Regions from separate parts of the Gossypium hirsutum genome. Here region 1 is linked to region 2. The links are chromatin contacts, called in public Hi-C maps. All regions are on one chromosome and are shown on one strand. Each heading gives the region's core, a stretch centred on a gene start, on an enhancer-like site or on the middle of the called end of the contact. The rest is flanking DNA. Distances are from core to core; before and after follow the strand shown.

Region 1 (5,043 bases), core at 779-3,278, 330 kb before region 2:
AGAAGGATGAAAAATTGAAAAAATATAAAACTAGAAGGATGAAAAACATTATTTTTCTTTCCATGGGTGTGTTTGGTAGGAGAGATGAAAAAAATGGTTGTTCTTGTCATCCATTGCTTGGTAGAAGTGAAAATTGGAAGGAAAGAAAATAAAACATTAGAAAAATATATAATTTTGAATTGACAAACACATATCTCTCATTTTCTTCTCTCATCATTCCAATTTGACAAGATTGATTTTTATATATTAGGATAAAAATGATTACTTCTCCTATTCTTTTCTTTCACTTTTTTTTTCAACCAAATACACTCAAAATTTATTTTCTTTTCACTTTTGCTTTCCTTTCTCTCATCCGTCCACTTTTCCACCCAAACAAGCATACTCTTAGTGATGAATTGTATTTGTGAATTTTATTAAAGATGATTTCTATATATTTGAAGAATATTTTATATTTGAAATTTATTTAATCTCATTTTTCTATATTTGTAAATAACTTTCTACACATATCAAATTTTTTGAAAAAGTAGTGATAAATTTTAAAGGGTACACCAAAACAGATTAGTACTAATAGAAAAAAGATATGTTTAGTACAATACTGACTACCTCAATTTCAATGCAAAAAAAATGCAATCTCCTATCATGCCATCCTTTTCTATATTTTAACTAGAAGTGTTCATGAGTCGGCTTGGCTAAGTTCGAGTCAAGTCCATGTATGGTATTAATATCATGTTATAGTTGTCTAGGTTAACCCGACCTAAAAAAAAAATAAGTCTCAAATTTTGCTCAAGCTTGTCATATTTATAAATGGTTAACTCAAGTCTGTTTAGAACTACTCATATTATATTTTAATTTATTTTAAAAATATATCATGTTTTAAATATTTATAGGAAAATTATTTGATACATTTAGTGTCTGCTTGGTTGGATGAAAAAGAAAAAGGATGGGAGGAGGGAGTGGAAAAGTGAAAAGAAAAAAAAAATTAAGTGTGCTTGGTAGAGAAGAAAGGTGAGAAGAAAGAAAATATAAGAGATTGTCATTTTCCATCCAGATGTATAAAAGCCAATTTTTTTCAAATTGGAATGACGAGAGAAGTGAAAATAAGAGAGACATGCATGTTAATTCAAAATTATACATTTTTCAGATGTTTTATTTTTATTTTTTTATTTTTCAACTCTACCTGTGGAAATATTTTTTTTCCAATTTTCTATTTTCCTATTAAACCAGTCCAAGGATTTGAGTAGAGTAGGCTCAACCCAACTTGGGCTAGACTTGGATAGATATTTTAGCATGTCAAGTTGAGCAACCCAATTTAAATAAAAAAAAATACTTTTTTATATTTTATGAATGTTTGAATAGTAAGACCGGTTTTTGGATTAGGTTGGCTTAAAAAATAGGCTTGGGCATGAAATCTTTTTGGGGATCAGCCCTACTCAACCTATATATACCTCTATTTTCCTACTTAGCACAATTATGGAAATAAAAAAAATATTTTCCATCTTTCTTTTTTTTATCCTTTCAAGTTTTCATATTTTCAATTTTTTTCTACCCTATTGAGCAAAGCTTTAATAGAGTTTTTAGACTCTATAAGTTGAATTCAAAGAATGACATTCATCTTATTTAGGGCGAAGTAAAAGAATAAAAAAAAGTTTAAGTATTAAAAATAGAACTTGTGACAATATTTGAAGCTTATATGTGGAGTTAAAATATTTCATTTGTAATGTATCAAATATTAACTCATATTTATATATATATATACACGTATACATACATTTCTTTTATTATTATATTATACATATTTTTTTTATTAAAAAATTAAATATAAGCAATGTTTTTTTTAACATTTACATTATATTATAACATTTTTTTAATTTTTATAATATAAATTACATGCTAGGTAAAAAAAATGTATGTATTATAAATTAAAAAACAAGTTGGGGTCCTATGGCTTAAATTAAAAAATTTGGGGCTGCTCTTGAAACGTGGGATGTTATAGGGTCCATAACAAGTGTAATCACGTCACGTGATATGAGGTTGCAGTAGCCGTTTCATTTGTCCCCGGGAAATCGCTGCGCGCTTTTGAAAAAGTCGGGCAATAATAGCCTCTCGACTTTCATGATTAAAACAAGCGAAGACCTCCAAATTCGTTCTCACTTTTCTCAATGGAAATATCATTACTTTCATCAACACAGAAATACGCTGCCTCAGCTCTCTTCGCTGTGGCTCTTCACCATTCTCAGCTTCATCAAACACGCCCAACCACTCGTCTCCTTTCTCTTGAAGAAGAGCCTATTGGTGAAGGGGCTAGCAACAGCAGCACCATTTCCGTCTCTGATTTCCCCCACCTTTGGATCCATGACAACTCCGGTTTACTTTTGCCTGTCTTCAGGTTTACTTTACATGTTTAATATTAGTCCCCTCCTTTCGCTTTCTCTATCTAATTTATTTCCAACAAATTTTCTACGGATTAGGTTTATGGAAGTGGAGGATCAAGCTTGGGAGGGGCTCAAAGAAACTGCCGGAGTATCTACTCAAGCAAGGCATCACGTTGGATCAGTATGCCCCCACCCCCTTTTATCTTCATATCCAAATATTCGGATTATGGAACATTTTGATTCTTTTTTTTTTTATTGAGAACGGTTTTGATTTTGGCACAGTTCATGACCTTACTGTCAGAGACAAATGATGAGGTTTCTTCAGGAATCCGAGAAAAGGAACTTGCTTTACTTAAGGCTGTGGATGCTACAATGCTTAGCATGGAAAGCTCTCTCGTTCTTTCTGAGGATAGCGATAAGAGTTGTGACTATGAAACTCATTGCCGCCAGAGGTGCGCTTATCCAGACACAACTACAGCTACGGATCCTAATGGAAGAATCCCAAGGACTACTCCCAATATATCCAATAATGAAGATGTGGATGGATCAGGATTTAGATTTTTCGAGAAACCAATTGAAGAGGGAAAATTGCTTTCAGAGGAGAGGAAATTAACGGTTCTTTATGAGCTTCTTTCATCTTGTGTAGCCGATTATGTGACTGATGGCGGATCAAAGGGCTATGATGCTCGGCACCGAGTGGCTCTTCGTTTGCTAGCTACTTGGCTCAATGTCAAATGGACAAAAATGGTTTGTGTGCTTAAACTACTCATTATTTGATGCAAAAATCCTTTTGCTTTGTAGGTATGAATTGTTAATGGAATTTGGTTTTTAACAATACAAATCCTGTTAGCAGTAATTTACTACATTTGACCCTTTCTATCATTTTTAAGGAAATTCCATTTTCTAGGAGGCTATGGAGATAATTGTTGCTTGCAATCTCATTGTTCGGCTGAAGAACGAAGATGCAGAGCAATTTGGAAAGAGTAAGAACGATAAATGGAAACAGGCAGGCATTATTGGTGCTTCTGCTTTAACAGGAGGATCCTTGGTGGCCCTTACTGGTGGTATGGAATCCCTCAGTTTGTACATACAGATATATTTTTTCCTCAAGGATCCAACCCCCCCGCCCCCATTTTTTAGGGCATAAGCGAAGTTATAAAGTCACCATTGAATAATTTCATAATAGGTGATGTGGTTAGGTGAGAAAACAGTAGTAAAAGAAGAAATTAGGGCTGAACAATTTAGTAAGAACTAAGAAGGAAGATGGAACTTTAGAGACCTTAGGGTTCCTCTGGGTTTCTTTACTAAATTCAAAGATGATGATGATAATAATAATAATAATAATAATAATAATAATAATAATAATAATAATAATAAAAGTCCTGCTGCTGTAAAGCTGTTACAGGATATAGACTTTCTTGCAAGCAAAGTTTCTATACTTTCTTGCAAATAAAGTTTTATTAATAATCTTAGACTTAATTCTCAACTAATAATAATCCTAGCTGTCCAAAAAAAATCTAATACTTTAAATGAAATAAAATAAAATACATCTTAAGATCCTGCGTCAATAGGCCTAGCTGCCCCAGTTGTTGGACACGGATTAGGTGCCCTTGCTGCTACATTAGGCAGCATTGTTCCTGCAGTTGGAGTAGGTGGATTTGCTTTAGCCGCTAGTGCTACAGGACCAATTTCCGGTTCAGTTGCTGTTGCTGCATCATTTGGAGGTATTGATTGGAGGGGCGTTCTACCTGATCTTTTGTTTAAGTTTGGTGCTATTCCTTCAGAACTTTATAGAGCTATCTGGTACTCGTAGTTATAACCGAACCATATAATGCTGGATATTAGGTGATCTATAAGCACTTTTTTTATACTCAACCCTTCAACGATACTGAGCAGTATAATTGTAAAACAAAATGTTGTTAGTCTCCTGACTGAATTGTCAATAAACCAAGCTTATATATATATCATAGGAAACTTAGCTTAACATGATAAAGCTGAGTGAACAGCTAAAAACTTTTACGGGCTAAAACTGTAGGGAACTTAACAATTAAAGGATGTAAAATACAACCTGTTTGCTGCTAAAGTACAGACTTAGTTGTGATGATTGTTATCTAACTTACACTCCTTATTCGTTTTAACTGTAGTAGTGTAGTCTCTAGATCCACTAACTTATCCTCTATGCATCCCAGCTGCTGGAGCTGGTCTTGCAGGAAGTAGAACGGTTATAAGAATTGAAGACCTTGATGAATTCGAATTCATACAAACTGGGTTATATCATAACCAAGGCGTGAGTTTTCATTAATTTATTTAAATGTTTAGCTTTGTAGTTGGCTTGAGTAGGCTACATTATGAATTACTAATTATTGGTTCTTCAATGATGTCTGTTTTCTTACTGGCTTATTTCATGAATTTACTTACCGGTTTTAAATAACTGCAATTTTTCAGCGGCTAGCAGTTGGAATCTTGATTTCTGGAATTGCATTTGAAGAAGAAGATTTCTTAAGGCCTTGGGAAAATTATAATGATAACTTGGAGAGGTAAGATGTTAAACAAGACTGACTCTTGCTTTTCTGCTTTTTGTGTTTAACTTCCCTTCCTTCTATTCTCATGCTTCAACGTTCAGCCTGTTTCGAGTTTCTTTGTAATCTAAAACCAACAACTTATTCGATTT
Region 2 (5,515 bases), core at 2,838-5,337:
GTATAATTAAGTTATTGAGCTGGATTCAATATCTGAACTTTATATACCTATGTGGTTTAAAGGTATAATTTATATATATTGAGCTAAATTTTTATACATGGAATCTTATATACATATACATTTTGAAAGTGATTTGTATTTATATAGATTGAGTGTTCAGGCTCGGTGCCTAGCAGGCTTGTCGCCGGTGAAACATTTCAGACTTTAAGTCTAGCAGGCTTGACGCCGGTGAAACATTTTAGACTTTAAGTCTAGCAGGCTTGACGCCGGTGAAACATTTCAGACTTTATGTCTAGCAGGCTAAGTGCCAGTGTATTGAATCAGGCCTTAAGCCTAGCAAGTTTTGTGCCGGTGAATCTATTCATATCATGTGTTTACATGTATCGAATATGTGTATGATTTAGTCATATGGATTTATAGAATATGTATATACATTTGGTCATTGTGTTTGATGAGCATATAAACATTAGTTTATATGTATTTGATGAGTATGGATTTATATATATATTCAATTTTATGAAATTGTTAGGTATATTCGCATTCAGATAGATGTATGTGAGACATCTATATATGCATTTTGGTAAGTATAAATGTATTTGGTTATATTCGTTTGATGTGTATGTATATATATATTCGGTTATAAAATTTGTTAAGTACATAAATATGCGTTCGGTTACACACATATGAAGTGTATATGCATTCGGTTTTAGGTATTTGATAATGATGTATGCATTTGTTTATATGTAAATGATATATAAAAGTATTCGGTTGTAAGTTTTTGATGAGTATTTAAATATACAATTGTTATGCATATTGTATATACATATTTATATATTCATTGGTAAGCATTCTACGAGTACATATATTTGATTATAAATAAGATGATTATGAGTAACAAATATTCAAATAGTAATATATGTCGTATTTGCGATTTCAATAAGTTTAATTATGAATTTATATTATTCTTTTTTATATATATTTTAGTTATGCTATAGACTTACTAAGCTATGTAAGCTTACTTTGTTTGTTTACGTCTATCTGTTTATAGATCAAAAAAAATCAAATCAAGCTTCAAGCTCAGGGATCGTCAGCAAGTTTATCACCTTATCTATTGTCTCGGTATTTAAAATATTTAAATTCTAACTATGGCATGTACAGACTAGATAAATGTTTTGAAGGTCGTACTTTGTTGTATTGTATATGAATATAATAGCTATACTAAAATGGTTTATTTCCTTATAGATTTGCTAGTTTGTAATGTCTTTACTAGTTGGATTATAATGTCTTTGTTTATTAAAAATGGTTAGAAGAGAAGTTTAACATTTTGCATATTTAATGTATATGTATATGTATAATATATATGTATTGATTTTGAGATGGTTGTGTTTTGTTCAGTAATGCCTCGTAACCCTAATTCAACGATGGATACGGGTTAGGGGTGTTACATCCTTCTTCCATTGGAGTCTTACCATTTGTCCCATTCCTACACTAACACAACTAAAGCGATACTTCAATCAAGTTGCACATGATTACCAGATATGTTACATTGTCTATTAGATCATTTCTAATCAAGTTGCACATGATTGGTGAGTACAAACGAAATTGGCCTTTACTTTCATATTTTAGACATAATAATGCATTTGTAATATTTCATATTCTAATTATTATTATTTTATTAGTTCGTAAAATATTAAATATTGTCAAATTGAGTTCGCGGCCATTCAAAATGTTTAAGAGTATAGGATAAATTTACTTTTTTTTTTTTGTAAAAGGTTTAAATGACATAATTATGTTTATATATTTTATAGAAAATGAAGAAAATAATATATTTGAAAATAAGAAAAGAAAATACACTTATGAACGTTACTTGTATTCCATCGGTTAGCTTGTTTTTATACAAGTTTACATACTCTAAATAAGGAAATAAAATAAAATCTAATTCTAGAATTAAGCCTAAGAATTTGTAATAATATTTTCTTCAATTTAGCTTTTGTTTTCTTGTATTTTGTGTATGTCATTTTATATGTGATATCAAATTTAACCAGAAATTTTATTATATTACAACTAATTATTTTTTTATTATACACATATCTATATATGAAAAAGCGATTGTATACATACATATCCATATATGCATGTGAACTTAGTTTTTAATCCTTTCCTTTCCTTTTTTTTCTTATTTTATAATATATGGCATGATGATAAATTAAACCTTTAATTATACTGATTAAAAATGAAGTTGAATCAACTGCTATAAGATTTTTAGCTTAATTATATAATGAGAAATCGTGTTTACATTAATTAAACTATGAGAAAGCATTTATACATCAATTATATTATGAAAATGTGTATGTTTACATTAACTATACTATGAAAATATGTTAACATTAATTATAAAATGGTAAGAAAAAAATCACTAATTTCATACATAAAGACATCTTATTGATAGGACTTAATTGAAACCCCAACATCATCTTGTTTTGAGAACACCAGAAGAGTCAGCAAACTGCTTTTGAGAACGGAAGTTTTGACCATTTTTGAAGTAAGAAAAACCGAACAAATGTGTGTTGTCGTATGTACCAAGAAAAAGAAAGACTAAAAAACTGCTGATGCTGACAAGGAAAGATAAGAAGAAGATTATTACTGAGCAAATCCAAACAAAACATGGATTCATTTTGTTTTTGTTCTTTTCATAACGTTGTAAATTCTTTAGAGTCTGCAAAGATTATGATTGCTAATCATAAAAATCAACTTTTGAATTGATTGATAAGTTGCCCACTTATTCCTGACAGAAACCAAGCAATGGCTTCGAAAAACTTACACTACGTATTATTGGTGGACAACGTAAGATTTTCTGTTTTCGAATTTACATGTACACATATTTGTTCTTTTCACAAAACCTTTCACTTGACCATAGAAGCTGGTTGGCTAGGCCTGGAAACAGCACGTGATTGATACTTAGAGAAACATAAATAAAATAAAAATAAGAATTAAAAACTCCGACCCACGTTATAAACCACAGAAAACACCCTATGTAGTTTTCATGGATATAGAGTGTAGACAGTAGGAAACTCATATATTCTATATAATATACACATTTATGCACAGTATTCTTATGACTTTGACGTACCATTTATCTTAACAGCATCTAGTTAAGCTTAGCTTAGTTTAGCTTTAAAATTTACATGCACCATGGGGATTGCAAAGCGTCCCAACCAGTTGCTTCCATAAGGTTGCTAGCGAAACTGCCTGGATCACCCATCATTGGAAATTCCAAAGACATAGCAGTTTCAGCCCAAATGGAGTCGTCTAAAAGAGGCAAGTTGGCGTTCATATTTTCCCAGAACCCCTCAATTCCATCTTCAGTAATCTGTCCAAACTTTGCATCCATGTTCCCTTGAAGAGCAATGCTCTCGTTGGGGAAAGAAGGCATTACTGAGGAGTCATTGTTGTACACTGGTATTGGTGTCATGTCATTGACCCTAATAGTTGGGTTATTTGATGATGAACTGATCATACTCATACCTGAATTGCTCACGTTTTGGGGTTGGTAATTCACCATCGGAGCCATCTGAGGATTAGCTGCTGAAGAAGGTTGAGACTGAGGGTTGTTGGCACATAATTCAGGCAAATTGAGCTTGGCATCCGAGCCATAGAGTTTACGTGCGGCAGCATCGTAAGCCATTGCTGCTTCATGAGAAGTGTCGAAAGTTCCAAGCCAAAGACGAGCACCACGATTCGGTTCACGAATTTCAGCAACCCATTTACCCCAAGTTCTCTGCCTCACACCTTTGTAAGTGCAGAGAGCGTTTTCTGGACCACCTTTTCCTCTCATGCACCCTTTTCTCGAGCTTGCTTGTGCTGGCTTCCTCGCTTGTTTTCTTTCTCCAAAGCCACCACCCGTCATTGATGTTGACATTGTTCCAACAGGGAACCTGGGGGAGTAAGGAAAAGGTGCAGAAAGAAAGTGATTGATAACTGATAAGCACATTGGGGTTAATGGTATTTATATGATAGAAAAGGGGAGATAAGAGCTCCAATGGGGGTGATTAAGCTTGCCCGAAACGTGTCTTAAGATGGGTTTGGCATGGAAACCCTGTTAGCTCGTGTCGACAGCAAATCTCACTGCCATTTCTCATAGACACACTTGGCCTAGGCTCTTGTCTGTACACAAGCTCATGTGGCAAAAACTGAAGAAAAAAAGAAATGGAAAAAGTAGTTGGATTTAGGAAATTCTGGAGGAGAGAAAAGAGGAAATGGATAATGGTGAATTTAACAATATGGAACGGCGTGATCGGTTGGAGATAAGAACAATTCTTTCTGAAGTTAATTAAAATCCATCACCATAAACGCAGACTGATTAATTAATTTTTAAATTCATTTAAATTAATTAAACTTATTAATTAATTAATCAAAATATTTTTGTTTAAATCATATATAAATTATATAAAATAAAACTCCAACCCCAACCCTAAAAATAACTAAAAACAAAGGAGAAAAGATGGGAGGGTTATAGAGGTGACATCTGACTTGGTACACTGAATGTGATTTGGAAGGTCAAAGTGAAAGTGTGATACTCAAATGGGGTCCATTCTGCTATAACTTCGTACACTGAATGCTTCCGAGTTGAAAGGACTCAGGGTGCCAACTCGATTGTCTCCACTCTATTCCATGTGTGTAAAGTAGGTAACGCATTCACAAGTAGAGTAAAACAAAATCTTGCATAACAAGTAAGTTGGAGGCACTCCCCTTTCGAGGCTATAAAAAGTTGTATAGGCCAATATTATCATTATGTATGTATGGAAGAGCATATTTCAAATGAAAATCCAACTATAGGAACCCAACAACTCATCTCTTAAGTCCAATATTGCAGGGCCCTAGATTTAGCTGAAGTACAGCAGGTTACACTGCAAACTTGGCCCTCTTTGGGTTATCATGCCAGGCTTTTTGTGCTGCTCAACAGGAAAGAAAAGAAGTGGCAGTAAAATATAAAGGCGGAAGTAAAAATTCTATACTGCAAGAGTTAAATTATATTTTTTATTAAAAAATAAATAAATTAATCTTTATATATTAGATTAAGAAATAAATCAATCATTTTTGTTAAAAGTTTTGTCTTTAAAATTAGTGTTCCTGATAGAATAATTAAACAATGACATGTGGCTTATTATATGTATGTCACACTGACATACAAAGACCAATTTTTACTGTAAAAATAGTTGAAATTTTTAACAAGTGATGAATTTATTAATTTACTCAGATTTTTCAAACTCTTACACTTTTACCTAAAAGCAAATGATGGCAACCCAATTAACAAATAAAAAAATCCATTTATAGAATGTATGGGAACCTCTTAATTATCTTATTATTAGTTCAAGTTTCAGAGTCATTTTTATATGATCTGCAAGTCCCTAGTCCAACCCAACACAGAGGAGGATCACATCAATACAACTAAACCGTGAATTAACCTTTCTATCATTAAAAACATCATTTAGTACGTATTATATAAAAAGAAATG

The links. Hi-C and Micro-C count contacts between places; a contact is called where the count stands out from the background.
Region 1: a contact with region 2 is called in a Hi-C map of leaf, with 4 times the contacts expected there. The contact joins the promoter of LOC107910720 here to the promoter of LOC107910207 in region 2. A contact is called at or near these places in 13 of 34 Hi-C or Micro-C datasets (anther, callus, leaf and 2 more).

What each region holds. Positions count from the first base shown.
Region 1 is chrD02:22,407,804-22,412,846 of Gossypium_hirsutum_v2.1, reverse strand. It overlaps LOC107910720 (transmembrane and coiled-coil domain-containing protein 4), which reads left to right and starts at 2,028. Exons shown (of 14, transcript XM_016838689.2): 1 at 2,028-2,386; 2 at 2,469-2,553; 3 at 2,655-3,119; 4 at 3,280-3,436; 5 at 4,562-4,659; 6 at 4,818-4,909. The coding sequence starts at 2,160.
Region 2 is chrD02:22,082,259-22,087,773 of Gossypium_hirsutum_v2.1, reverse strand. LOC107910207 (dehydration-responsive element-binding protein 2D) reads right to left here and starts at 4,087. Exons shown (of 2, transcript XM_016837988.2): 1 at 3,526-4,087; 2 at 2,886-3,456. The coding sequence starts at 3,991. The coding sequence ends at 3,182.